Regions from separate parts of the Sus scrofa genome. Here region 2 is linked to region 1. A link is a contact called in public HiChIP or PLAC-seq data. All regions are on one chromosome and are shown on one strand. Each heading gives the region's core, a stretch centred on a gene start, on an enhancer-like site or on the middle of the called end of the contact. The rest is flanking DNA. Distances are from core to core; before and after follow the strand shown.

Evidence for each region. HiChIP or PLAC-seq counts read pairs in DNA pulled down with a chosen protein or histone mark.
Region 2: a contact with region 1 is called in an H3K27ac HiChIP or PLAC-seq map of alveolar macrophages. The contact joins two enhancer-like sites. A contact is called at or near these places in 1 of 47 Hi-C or Micro-C datasets (embryonic fibroblasts) and 1 of 2 datasets of contacts at active chromatin or transcription factors (alveolar macrophages).

The regions. Positions count from the first base shown.
Region 1 is chr4:72,503,205-72,505,790 of Sscrofa11.1, forward strand. No RefSeq gene overlaps it. Among named protein-coding and RNA genes, the nearest start is that of CLVS1, 250 kb to the left of the region's middle. Within about 2 kb of position 1,292, at least 13 of the 83 cell types and tissues checked have an H3K27ac peak or open chromatin away from gene starts, as enhancers often do. A contact at or near this core is called in alveolar macrophages, where this site is marked.
Region 2 is chr4:72,760,672-72,763,257 of Sscrofa11.1, forward strand. No RefSeq gene overlaps it. Among named protein-coding and RNA genes, the nearest start is that of CHD7, 7.5 kb to the left of the region's middle. Within about 2 kb of position 1,285, at least 1 of the 83 cell types and tissues checked has an H3K27ac peak or open chromatin away from gene starts, as enhancers often do. A contact at or near this core is called in alveolar macrophages, where this site is marked.

The DNA of each region.
Region 1 (2,586 bases), core at 42-2,541:
TCTCTGTTCACACATCAGCACCCATGGACTTTTGGAGACCTTCCAGATGACAGCCTGTCTTGCCAGGCCTTGCTGTGAGCCCACCTCAGTCAGGCTAAGACACAGAAGGCCCAAGTGCCAAGGCCACCTCAGTAGCAGGAAGCTGGAATTCAGAATCAGTTCTTTCCTGTTTTAGAACCGGTGCGGTTTCCCTCTGCCATAGGTTCTCTTTTGTATAAAAAGATGCCTACGGTCTTCCATTTTCTTTAGGTACTCGAGAAATCCATATATATTTTAGGAAAAAAATTAACACAACAAATTAGAGAATAAGTTACACATGTCCCTTCTCCCAGAGATGATTTATTCATATTCTAAGTTATATTTTTCCAGATTTTTTTTCTTATGTATGCATGTTTTAACCAAAAATGCAATTGTACTATTTTATAATCTGCTTTGGCCTCTAATGGTGTGAATATTTTACGATATTCTAGACATACATATAGTCATTTTTAATGTCATCATGTTTTATTGTATTAATATGCCATAATTTATCCAACCAAAGTCTTACTCTCCTGTTTGACAACTGAATTTGTCCTGGTTTTTAGCTCATAAACTCATTTGTCTATCTTATTCTCAGTAAGCAATTCCCCTCAACTCCAGCCCTAGTCCACACTTGATCTCTGTCTCAGATGCTAGTGTTAAATTTATACTATTAAATTTATAAATCAGCTCTTTGCTCCATCTTTGAATGCAGAATTAATTCAAAATAGACACGGTTGTTCAACATGACAACTTTAATATTACTAGTCAGTACATATTGGATGCCACAGTTTAGACATGGCCACCACTGGCTCTTCCTAACAGAAGATCATGTCTGGAACAAAAGACAACCCAAACCACGGCCACCTCATACCCTCCAAGTTACAACAAGCACACAGCAAGCAGCAGACCCAGGAACCCATGAGATTTGTGGGCTGGCAAATCTTTGAGACAGGAGAAGTCTAAGACACCATACTCGCTTCTCACCACCTCGACAATCTGACCAAAACACAGGCCCACCCCAGCAACCACCACCACCCACCCCCGGCCTCAGGAAGCAAGAGGAAGAGGCTGGGGGGTCACCCCAGAAGAGGGCCCACAGCAAGTGGTGACACACACACCTCCGCCCGCCTCTCCTGCTGCCTCTTTGCCTTTCTCCTCCTCCCCCAGTTCTGAGCCGGGATGGCTCCCCATGGCTTCCCCATATGTCACATGTCTGTCAGAAGGCCATGACCACAAAGCTACGCGTTTGCTTTGGCCACGGCCACAGGCTCGGTGCGGCGGCGGCCAGCCCCACTGACTCAGCCCTGGTCAGGGTGGCCAGTCTGTAGAAGGCACTGGTTTTGTCAAGTGAGTCATTCTGAGCAATTGTAGAAGCTGATGAACTCTGCAAGGACCTCTTTCTTCTCTCCCTGCCTCTGTCCCTTCCAGGCAAACACTAAAATGTCCTGGTCACCTCTGGCACTCCCACTGCCCCTGCTCCCTCCAGGGGGCCACAAACTCGCCCACCATGAATTTGTCTGCCTGGGGCAGCATGGGCAGCGCCTCAAGGTCTTAGCTCTGCCACTGGACTGTGTGACCTTGGGAGAGGCACCTGGCTTCTCTGAACCACAGTGGCCTCATCTGCAGAATGCAAGGCAGCGGTCCCCCGGGCCCCCCACCACCCCCACCTGCCTCAGTTCTTCCTTGCCTCATCTGCAGCTCCCCCCATCTGCCCTGCATCTGTTCAGCTCCCAGAGACTGGGGCTACGCCCAGGCTTGCTCAGGTGCCCACCCGCCTGCCTCTTCCACACCCCTACCTCGGGGCGCTGACATTAATCCCGCACCTGCCCCTCACCTGTCCCTAGGTTTTCTAGGACAGGAAGCGCAAGTAGTTGTCCCCATTTCCTGGCATTGTGGCCAACTCTGAAGAAAGGGGAGGGGATGAGACAGGAGAAGCTGTTCAAGTCTCAGCGTTCCGGACATCTGGAAATTGACCCAGTCTTTCCTTTCCGTGGTCACAACCCTCCAAACACAAACTCTTACCTCTGAGACTGCGAGCTGCCCTTGAAGGGCACCGGGATGGAGCAGGGTGGCTCAGCGGGCAGCTCTGGCGCCGCAGAGAGTTTGGCCCGGAGCCGGGCCTGTGAGAGCAGGAGCTGCCCCGCTCCAGAGCAAACAGTCCTGGAAAGACAATACCAGGCTTCCCCAAAGAGAGAGGAGTTCTTAGCAGTTGCTCTTTCCTGGGTGACTGGGTGTTCTCTACCCTGGAAACATAGTCTGAATAGATTGATTCAAAAAGTCATTTCCCAGAGTTCCCATCATGGCTCAGTGGTTAATGAATCTGACTAGGAACCATGAGGTTGCGGGTTTGATCCCTGGCCTCGCTCAGTGGGTTAAGGATCTGGCATTGCTGTGAGCTGTGGTGTAGGTTACAGACGCGGCTCGGATCTGGCGTTGCTGAGGCTGTGGTGTAGGCTGGTGGCTACAGCTCCGATTAGACCCCTAGCCTGGGAACCTCCACATGCCGCAGGTGCGGCCCTAGAAAAGACAGAAAGACAAAAAAAAAAAAAAAAATCTTTTCCCTCT
Region 2 (2,586 bases), core at 35-2,534, 260 kb after region 1:
GGGGAGGTATGCCAGGCGGGAAAACCGTCTGAGGTATCCAGGGGGCAGATGGCTGGTGTCGCCCTGCAAGTCATCTGGCTAGGAGCAAAGCAGACACAGGGAAAGGGTGGGAAATGAGCATGGCAATATAAGTAGGGCCAGGTCAGAAGGGCTTTAGCAGCATATTAAAAAATCTTTCACTTATTCCATAGGTGATGAGCCACCAAAGAACTGTCAGCAGGATAGTGATCAGGACAAATATGGATGTGTTGGCTGTGCGGACCAAACCTCAGAGCCAGGAGACAGTGAGTGGACACTGGTGACCGTCAAAATACAACAAGGGAGGCCCCACTGTGGTGCAGTGGATGAAGACTCCAACAACAGTGGCTCAAGTTGCTGCAGAGCTCCAGGCTCGATCCCACTGGCACAGTGGCTTAAAGGATCTGGCTTTGCCACAGCTGCGGTTTAGGCTGGGGCTCCAGCTGGGACTCAGTTCCTTACCTAGGAACGTCCATACGCCACGGATAAAAGAAAAAAGAAAAGGCTCAGTAAGGTGAAGTCCTTGACCAGGGCAGCATTCCAAGTGCTGGAGATAAAGAATAAATGTGCGAGAGATTGAGACAACATGTTTGACAAGACTTGGGGAATGACTGATGGTCCATAGAGAATGGAAGGGAAGGAGTGAAGGAAGATTCAGGCTAAGTCCCCTCCTGGAGTGACTGGCAAGTGCTTGCATGTTATGCAAGGTAAGGAGTAAGTGGGGAGAAGCTTGTGGACGAACCTTTGGTGTGGGAATTAGAAGCGGTCTGTGGAGCATCAAATGGGGACGCCCAGTAAGTAAGGGATGAGAACTAAGACTGATCTGGTCTAGAAACACAGGTGTAAGAATTGCGAGGTATGAATACACTTAAATGCACTGAAATGGATGCTTGGAAAAACATGCAATGTGAGAGGAAAGTAGGCTGGCAAAAGGAATCTTTAAAATACCAAGTTTTCTCAGTTCTGTATTAGTGTGTATCAACCCAACCCAGAACTTGGTGCTTAAAACTAAAATGTATTATTCATCTGATGGGTTAGCTCGAGTTGGGCTAGTTAACATTCTGTGTCTGTGTTTCTGTCTGTGTCTCTGTGTGTGTATTTTTATCTCTCTTTTCTCTCCACTTGGTCCTTCATCTTAATCACCCCAAAGACCTGGAAGTTTCTGAGCGGTGTTTCAAGAAGGCAAAGCCGCAAGATACAAGCCCTTATCAAGCCTCTGCTGACTTGGCGTTTGCTGATGCTCCACTGGCCAAAGCAAGTCACATGGTCCAGCCCAGTCGCAGAGTGAGAGGAACCCAGAGAAATGATTCTTTGGAAATATCATTTATCCTTGTAAAACACATGTTAAGGGATAAACATGTTTAAAAATAATAAAGGGAGATAGCAAAAGAGAAGCCACTGGAGAAAACACATGAAGACTCTTTGGAAAGAAAAAGTAAAAATCAAGACAGAAGAGTTTCCAGAAGGGAAGGAGCAATAGGACCACATGTCACAGACAGAACTGGTAGCGGGGGAGTGAAGAGCATTCATTGCCCTTGGTCTTTGTTAACCTTTCCAGTTTCAGGAGCTGAGGGGAAAAGCTAAATCACAGAGGGGAGAGAAAGCCAATGGATGTTGAGGAAGTGGAGGCAGAAGGTCTGGATTTCAGACTCTGAGAAATTTGATTACGAAATGAAGAGAGATGGAGGGGAACTCTGGAGGAGAACTCGCATGGAGGAGAGAGGAGCAGTTTTTTGTTTAGCATGTGAGGGTGATGTGCATTACTTTAGAGAAAGACAGGAGCCAGAGTGGGAGGGGATGACAGCATAGGAGAGTAATGCCAGCTGGGAGGGAACAGCATCGAGCTGAGGCTTGATGGGAAGAGTGACACCTGTTTTTTGAAACCAAAGAAAGGCTGGTGAAAATGGCAATCAATCAGTCTATAGGTTGGGATACAGAGAGATGACAAAGTTAGGCAAATTCTTTTTTTTTTTTTTTTTTTTTTTTTTTTTTTGCTTTTTAGGGCCACACCCATGGCACATGGAGGTTCCCGGGCTAGGGCTCTAATCAGAGCTACAGCTGCCAGCCTACACCACAGCTCACAGCATTGCCAGATCCTTAACCCACTGAGCAAGGCCAGGGATTGAACCTGCAACCTCATGGTTCCTAGTCAGATTCATCTCCACTGCGCACGACGGGAACTACACAAATTCATTTTTCACAGCTTCTGTTTGTCTTATTAATTCAGGAATCATCTCCTGAGATTGAAATGTTCATGAATGGGCAAGAGATTTGAGGCAAGTTTTCAAGTTTTGAAATAGACTCCATGGGAAAGAAAGGAGCTGCACAAAGAAAGTAAAAGGACGCTCACTGAGTCCTGAGCCTCCTTGAGTCCTAAGCTGAAATGTAGAACCACCAAGTCATTATCCGGCTTTCTTAAGTGATGCTCAGCCCTGGGGAAAGGAGTACCAGTGGTGAGTTGCCAGGATCACCCAGGGGAGTCATTGTCTTCTGCAGAGACCCAGGAGGATGGTTGAGCACATAGCCAGAGCAGGGGTTCCCAGGGACCAGACAAGATCAGCTTGCCTT